Linked DNA regions of Mus musculus: region 1 is linked to region 2. The links are chromatin contacts, called in public HiChIP or PLAC-seq maps. All regions are on one chromosome and are shown on one strand. The core of a region is the stretch at or near the end of the contact, and the rest is flanking DNA. Distances in the headings are between cores, read along the strand shown. Region 1 overlaps Mlh1 (mutL homolog 1). Region 2 holds the start of Lrrfip2 (leucine rich repeat (in FLII) interacting protein 2).

Evidence for each region. HiChIP or PLAC-seq counts read pairs in DNA pulled down with a chosen protein or histone mark.
Region 1: a contact with region 2 is called in an H3K27ac HiChIP or PLAC-seq map of embryonic stem cells, with 6 read pairs. The contact joins the enhancer-like site here to the promoter of Lrrfip2 in region 2. A contact is called at or near these places in 9 of 39 promoter capture datasets (3T3-L1-derived adipocytes, the C10 cell line, the HPC-7 cell line and 6 more), 4 of 484 Hi-C or Micro-C datasets (the G1E-ER4 cell line, embryonic stem cells, nephron progenitors and 1 more), 8 of 115 datasets of contacts at active chromatin or transcription factors (the 230-238 cell line, bone marrow-derived macrophages, embryonic forebrain and 2 more) and 4 of 9 other capture datasets (adipose tissue, embryonic stem cells, liver and 1 more).

The regions. Positions count from the first base shown.
Region 1 is chr9:111,240,996-111,244,965 of GRCm38.p6, forward strand. Mlh1 (mutL homolog 1) reads right to left here. Exons shown (of 19, transcript NM_026810.2): 12 at 230-612. Among named protein-coding and RNA genes, the nearest start is that of Gm51692, 8.8 kb to the left of the region's middle. Within about 2 kb of position 2,571, at least 14 of the 459 cell types and tissues checked have an H3K27ac peak or open chromatin away from gene starts, as enhancers often do. A contact at or near this core is called in embryonic stem cells, where this site is marked.
Region 2 is chr9:111,116,726-111,120,917 of GRCm38.p6, forward strand. Lrrfip2 (leucine rich repeat (in FLII) interacting protein 2) reads left to right here and starts at 1,399. Exons shown (of 15, transcript NM_001374664.1): 1 at 1,399-1,664; 2 at 2,915-2,986.

The DNA.
Region 1 (3,970 bases), core at 1,321-3,820, 130 kb after region 2:
TCTGATGGCAAGGCTTTATTAAAAACAGAAGCTACATCTCTGTGCCTGCTGATGTATTAACTAAAATATAAAACTGTAGACATTTAAGGACTCTCACAGGAAATCACGTGAGCCACTGTCAAATGCAGACAGTAAACAAGGCCACCACACTGCCAGTAGAGTAGAAGGAGCAACTGATTTGTGGAGAACCTGTTGGAAGAGTTTTAGTGAGGAACACAGGAGGCCATACCTGGAGCTTCCTGGACTGGAAGTGGGTGCCGCCTTCTGGGCTGCGTCTGAAGTCTCCATTAGTGATTCCCTCTCCAAGTTCTCACTCTCAGCAGCTGCTTCAGCGGGGGCTGGGAGAGCAAGCATCTCCTCGTCCTCCCGCGTGGCCCTTTCAGGAGATCCCTCCGTCCTGGCCCCTCGGACAGGGGCAGGGTCCTGGGGCTGGCTGGGCCCAAGGCTGCTTACAGGCTGCAGAAAGGCGTCAAGCTTCTGCTCCCGGGAGTCCGTACGGACCATCTGGTAAGCGTAGACCTTGTCGCCACTTCCACTAGTGGATGAGGAAGCCACCCCTGTCGTGGGTCTAGCTGCCTCCCCAGAAGGCCCAGCAAGTCCTGGAAGCAAGGTCTGTTTCAAGAGAGAAAAGAGTAAAAAAGGCCAGGTTTTAGCACATAAATGTCCAGATCCCAAAACAGAACAGCAGTGGACAAAGATGTCAGAGTCAGATGGAGTTACATCACAGTAGAACATTCTTAAGTATAACATTCAAGAATTAAGCAAAGTTCTTATAATCTTAAAATTAGATTAATTTTTTTACTATAAAAAGATTCTATTTTATTTTTTGTGGTAAAACACACACAGCAGAAAACACATCATTTTAAGCAATTTTAAAGCTAGGATTCCATGGCAGTGAGTGCACTCACAGAGCTGTGACTCTATCTCCAGAACTTTTTACCCTCAAAACTCACACTTAACTTCCCATTCCCTCTCACCTCAGGCCCTGGAAACTATCATTCTGCTGCCTTTTAAAATTTGCTGGGGGACTGACCCACGACTCTCATGAGCACTCTACCACTGACCTCTAGCCTCAGAATTCTACGTCTAAATATACTTCCTTTCTTCAGTCTGTCCACTGGAGCCTGAAAGTCAGTGACTACCCAGAAACCGTGAAAACCCAGGTCCCAGATACTGGATACTGCTTACCAAATACCAATTCCTGACACGAACTAGAGCACCTTTGAGAAACAGCCAATCCAGCAGGGGCTGGAAAAGAAGCACAAGGCCGCCCACAACATCTTGCATTGCCAGACACAAGAAATCATGAAGTCTAATGGTACTGGGTCCAAAAAGATGAAGGGACACCGAAAAAGGACTTCAACTGGACAAGAAAATGGGAAAAAGGCAAATGTCTACAAGTGATTAACATGGTTGCTTTGTTAATTGCTCTGACTCAATTAATACAGGACAATTCTTAAGCAAATGGATGGAACAAGAAAATATCATCCTGAGAGAGGTAACCTAATCATAAATGCACTCCCTGATAAGTGGATATTAGCCCAAAAGCTCGGAATATCCAAAATACAATTCACAGACCACATGAAGCTCAAGAAGAAGGAAGACCAAAGTGTGGATGTTTCAGCCCTTCTTAGAAGAGGGAAGAAAATACTCACAGGAAGAAATATGGAGACAAAATGTGGAGCAGAGACTGAAGGAAAGGCCATCCAGAGACTGCTCCACTTGGGGATCCATCCCATATACAGTCACCAAACCCAAACACTATTGCAGATACCAAGAAGTGCTTGTTGACAGGAGCCTGATATAGCTGTCTCCTGAGAGGCTCTGCCAGAGTCAAATACAGAGGCAGATGCTCACAGCCAACCATTGGACTGAGTACAGGGTCCCCAACAGAGGAGTTAGAGAAAGTACTGAAGGAGCTGAAGGGGTTTGCAACCCCATAGGAAGAACAACAATATCAACCAACCAGACCCCTTAGAGCTCTCAGGGACTAAATCACTAACCAAAGATTACACATGGAAGGACCCATGGCTCCAGCTGCATATGTAGGCCTTGCTGGGCATCAATGTGAGGACAGGCCCTTGGGCCTGTAAAGGCTCGATGCCCCAGTGTAGGAGACTGCCAGGGTGGGGAAGTGAGAGTGGGTGGATGGGTGGGGAAACACCCTCATAGAAGCAGGGGTAGGAGGGATGGGATAAAGGGGTTTCTGGAGGGGAAACTGGGAAAGGGGATAACATTTGAAATGTAAATAAAGAAAATATCCAATAAAAGAAAAGAAAATAAAGAGAAAAAATATATATGTAAATAAATAAATAAATACAGGACAAGATGATAAAGTTTAGTCTTACAACCTAAAGCAATAACTGATTATAGTATTGGGGACACTTGTAAGGTATATCCTGGAGGGCAACCTTAACATAAGAGAACCAGGCAGTCACCAAAGGAGCTACCCCTTAACACAGAAAGTCATTGTGAGCCTCCTGTTGGATGCACTAGGAAGTATAGGGCCCTGCCTTCCCAGAACCATGCCCAGGCCTGTTCCACAGATGCTTGCCTCGTGTAAGCGGCAGCATGATAGGATTCCTGCCCCTGGAACAAGCCAGCAGGGTGTGGGCCTCCTCCACCAGTGCTGATGGTTGCTGACTGTATAATTATGTACATGTTTTCACATTCCTCTGAGGAACGTCCTCCCTAGTAACACTAAAGACTCCATGATAATCAGAGACAACATGAGTCCAGGAGGCGAAAGTGCGGCTAATACCTCAGCAAAACCGGAAATGCTATGACCTCCAGGACAGCCCTTAAGGCTGTGGAAAAGAACTCTAAAAACATGAATTCCAAAATGTATAATTTCTCAATTATGCAAAAATATAAGGATGCGATATGAATTGAATTGTATAAGGGGCTTCACAGTTCTGAAGGAACACAGGCAGCTACCTATACCGTGAACCACCCTGCCATTTACAAAGACAGGCAGATCCCTGAGTTCAAAGTCAGCCTGGGACAGATTGAACTTAAGTTCAGGCAGAGTCAGAATGGTAATTCCAGGGTGGGACCCCACCCAGCTAGCAAGCCTTCTGTGTATAACAGAGGAAGGCAGATCTCTGAATTATTTTGCAATGCTAAAAAAAGGGGGGGAAAGTGCAAGATGTCTCCCAAGAATCAAAGGGCTGGATCAGGGATGCTGATTCATAGGATAATCAAACGGGAACCCGGAGTAACCGACTCGATTGATACAGAAGATAAAAGACTGGGCAAGGGATGAGCTATCCAGAGAAAATTTATAATAGCAAGAGAGACCTCCTTAGAGAACTGTCTCAAGCAGAAAATAGAGAGAAAACTTACTGGAGATCTTCGGGGAAAGCAGAACAGAGGCTGCCAGCTTGGCCCTCTGATTTGACTTGGAGTCCTTTGTTTTTCCCGCTCCCAGACACCCCTTCTCTCAGAACCTCTCTCCAACGAGAAGCCGGTCCTTGGCAGTTCACAATTTTGCTACAACTTCTACACCGAGAAGGACATTTGAGAGACCCAGAAGACTCCACTGCACTTGCCAAGACCACTGTGGTCAAGGATGTCACGCTTGCTTCCTAACAGGCAGGCAATATGTTCACCACTCTCCTGACGCTTCGGTGTCCGTAACTTAAACACAGGGAGAGAATGAGAGCTTGACTGCAGGTTCTCGAAGGGAGCACTACTTGCATACCCTTGACCTAGACCTGTCCTCCCCTAGGTCCTCCTCTGTTCAGGAAGGAGCATGTAGCTTTCTGAAAGATGCACATGGGTCAGTGAGGAACAGGATACCTGCTTACCTAGCTAGATCAGCTGGTGATCAATGGGGTGACAGATGTCACAAGCAGATTGCTCTCACATCCCATAGGGATAGAATAACAGGGATAAAGCCCAAGAGGGGATGATGTTGACGCAGACAACCTGGCTTTCAGCCTTGTGTGCTCCTGCTGTGGATAGGGAC
Region 2 (4,192 bases), core at 149-2,648:
GACTCTTTCAACAAGAGGAGTCGTTTTTGTTTTCAGTTGCCAAATAGGTGGCAAAATATGAAGGAGAAGTAACAGCGAACTTCTAAAGCTGCTTCACAACACTAGTGTTAACGCCTATTTTTACAATGAAAGAGAGCTAGGTGTGGTGGCGCTTGCCTGTGACCCCAGCACTGGAGTGGCTGCTAGCTTTGCCGACCTGGTAAATTCCAGGTCTATGTGAGATTTAATAATGTCTTTAAAAAACCAAGGAGCATGACTCCAGGGAAATACCACCCAAAGTTGCTGTCTGTGAGCCAATTGTAGACAGACAGACAGACACACAGTTTCTCTCAGCACACTTTTCTCTGTGTGCTGAACCTCCAGGATTGATTGATCCCACAGTGGCAGCCCCGTGAACATGAAAGGTTAATCAAGCCTTTGATATCTCAGTGGATACGGGCAGCTCTGAAAGTCCTTTTAGAAGCCATCAGACAAAATCCAAACATGTCATCCGTGGGCTTATTCGTGGGCTTCTGAAATCTGCAGTTTTTGCAGATGGGAGGTCGTGCCTAAGACCATTTTGTGCCCTTTCCCCCAGATACCTGCTCGGCTATCACTTCCTGCCAGAGGTCTTCTCTCACCATCTTCTCCAGCCAGAGGCCTCACCCTCAAAATGTTCTCATCATTGCTTGCCGCTGAGTTCACGACAATCTGTCATTACCTTGTTTATCTGATCAAGTTCATCTACTCAATTAGAAGGCAAGTTTCCCCGAGAGCATGATCAGGGCTTCCGGTGCCTGGAACTTTGAACGTGAGGGCCTTCCCCAGATACTTTTGGGATTGAAGAACATGCCTACGATTTGGGTCTGTGTGTTTGTGTGTGTGCGCGCGTGTGTGTGATGTGTACAGGTCTCACTGTGATAATTCAAACTCCTTTGCCCTGCCACAGGTTCCAGGGTACCCGGGACAACAGGTGTATAGCATCATACCTGATTTTATGCTGGGAATGGCACCCAAGGTTACAGATATGCTAAGTAAGCACCCTATTACCTGCGCTACAGCCTCAGGTGGAAATCTCTTTAAAAACAGGTATTTTCATTTCGTTCAGCCACACCCACCCTCCACATCCTTTCCCACAGACTGCGCGCCAGGTGCCTCACTCACCCAAAACCTCCCACCAGACCGCTTTGAGGCCACCTGGCTAAGTACGGTTACGAAACGCTCAGATACCAACGCTCGGGACCAGGCCCGGCTTGAGCCAGTGCGTGTCGAGCGTGTCTCCCTCCCCGTCACCCGCGAGCCCTGCGCTCCGCGGTCCAGCCAGTAGCCTCCGAGCCGCGCGCGTCCGCTACCCCGCCGCCTGCCACAAGTACTTCCGGGTGAGCGGGTCGCCGGCCGGTGGCCCCGCCCCTCTGCCCCGCCACCGCCGCAGCTGCAGCCGCTGCTCGGGCTGCGGCTCGTCCCGGGTCGCGTTCGCTGTGTCGGCCGCGGGGCGAAGGGCGCGCTCAGTGTGACTCCACGACCGGCCGCGGCGCGAGGAGCCCTTCTTTTTGTCTCCCTGCGGCCCGCGGGGTGGACGGTGCGGGGGGGTGCAGAGTGTGGCCGGCGCTCTCCTCTCCCGGCTCCCGGGCGGCCGCTCCGGCCCTTCCGGGCGGCGCCGCAGCCTCATCCCGCGCCACACGCAGGTAAGGGCAGGCGGCGGACCCGGCTGTCTCCAGGCGCTGCCCAGTGGCGGCTCCGGGCTGGGGTCGCCCGGCGGGTCCCCTGCTCCCGCTTCGCCCGCCCCCCGCGGGGGAAGAAGGGGTTACGCCCCTTGGACCGGGCATCACTTGGGACAGCTGGGTGCTCCAGCTCCCGTTGCTCCCGGCGCCACACTCCCGCAGACTCTGTCCTCAGTCTGTCCCGGGAGGGGCCGCCCCGGGAACGGTGTCAGGCCGGTGGAGGGCGTAGCTTTTTGAGTGAGATTCCCCCCTCTCCTGCTTCCTTCTTGATCTGAACTGAAGCGCGCGGGCTTACCAGGCTCAGGGCAGGACGGTCAGGGTTAATGCTTGACTAACAGCGGGCGTTATTTACACCCACATTGTGGAGTTTCATAGCTCCAGTCAGGCCTGGTTTCCCTTTGCTGTGGATATCCAGCAGGAAGCAAGGGACATAAGAGAACCCAGAGGAGAAAAGTTCAAGCGTTTGCTTTGTGTATTATGTTCCCCACCTCGAGACATACAAATATAACGTAGAAACGTGGCTAAAGGGTATCCCAAACTTTCAGTATTTGTAGCCCCTTTTGCTTTTCCCATTTAGTGACTCAGCATTTTTGCCACGGTTTTTCTACAGTAGCTTGATTGACTGAAAACTCTGTAAGGATAACAGTGACTGCTATTCGTGTTGTGTTATCGCAGCGAGAAGAGGTGCAGTCAGGGTATCGACAGATACATTCTTAATCAGTGTTGGACTTTTTCTCCCCAGTAGGTGTGAAAAGCTGCAATTGCTGAAGAATGTGTGTTGCAGTAAGAGTTAGTTGGCCAAGTTTACCGTAGCTTCAATGTCTTGCAGAGTTAGCCCCGATTAACCAACATCATGCTCTGTTTAACAACTACAGGGATCCTATGACCTCGTATTTAATACACTCATGCCGAGTAAGAACTTCGGAAAGTGTGATTCACGTCGGAAGTGAGGTCACACTCTGACTCGTAGATCGGGATCTTCCCATTGAAATAGAGGAAAGCCAGACCTTTTCTGCCCGTTTAATTAGATAATTGTACTCTTTTTTTTTATAGCGAGTGATGTATAATGTTTGGTTCTGTTTGTTGCTGGGTGGTGATTGTCATGCACTATGGCATGGAAATCAAACGTTAAAATTTGTATAATGTTTTGTTTTGTAATACTTTGTTGGACTGCTGTGATTTTTAAGTCCCCCCCCCCTTTTTTTTTTTACCAGATGTGGGAAGACAAATGAAGGGATTTAGAAGCCAAGTAAATGTCATTGGGAAGGAGAGCTACCACCACTGAGGTAGGAAATAGTACTGTGTACTATATAAAATAGCTTTTTGAGTGGGAAGCTGCAGCACTTTGCCATCCTATCCTTAAAGATGCTGAATGAGACTATATTAACTTCTGTTCTGGAAGGAATTGTGTTGAAGTTTTGGTGTATTTTTAGAATTGACTAATTTCAAACTTGAAGTAACTTTTTAGTGCTGCAATGTCATTTGATCATTTTAGTCTTTCAAAATGAGATGCAAAAAAACTTTGGATCCCAGAGTTCTTTATAGGGACAACCTTGCTTTCTTTCCAGTTTTTTTTTCTTTTCTTTTCTTTGTAGAGTCCTGATTATTTTACCTTGATTGACAGTTTAGAAGTCCTATTGACTAGTTGGAAGATAATACCAAATGTATTGGTGTTAACTTAAGACAGACGTCCCTTTGATTCTTTGACTAACTTTTTGGCATCTTTCTCCCTTTGGATATCGATACTTAAATTCAGAGTGTTCTCCAATGTTGCTTTTTATTTCTGTCCAGCTGATAGGATGATGATTCTGTTCTTGTTAACAGAGATTCCCTTTTGGAAAATCCCCTGTGAAAACCTTCATTGGAGATAGTCTTGACGCACAAATACGTCAGGGAAATCTTCTTAGGTTAGGATTTAAGCATCTTCAGAATGAAGGGAAAAGAGATAGGAAGCATATTTGGCAACACAAAACCAATTTGTCGTTGTTGTTGTTGTTGTTGTTGCTAACTTAGGACAGAAAAGTGATTTCTTGCAAAGATCTCTGTGAATCTTACCCTGCTCCTTGTATGAAAAGGGACAGATTTGGTGACGTGATGGTGGGGTGGGGATGATTGTCCTTCTGACGTGGTGGGAGCTCTGTTGAGGATTAGCTAAAAGGCAGTAAAATTCTTCTGTCCTTATTCAAGGACTGCTGTCTGCTGTGCCGACTAAACAATCCCGTTGGCAGCTTTTCTCTTAGGCAGTTGCTTTCCCTCTGGAGAGTCTGAGTGGTGGACGTGATCCTTACCTGGGAAGCCATACTCCTTAGCCCTTATGTTTGCAAATAAACACTAGACTCTGACCCCTATTCAAAGCCCAGCTTTTAAAACTTCAGCAGGAAAGGAATTGAGCAGAGTTTACCTTATGAGTAAAATGTCTTTGTCCCTTTCCCCATTCTTTCCCTTTAAAGCTAATAGAAGACAAGACTGTCTTGGAAACGGAGTGCTTGGCA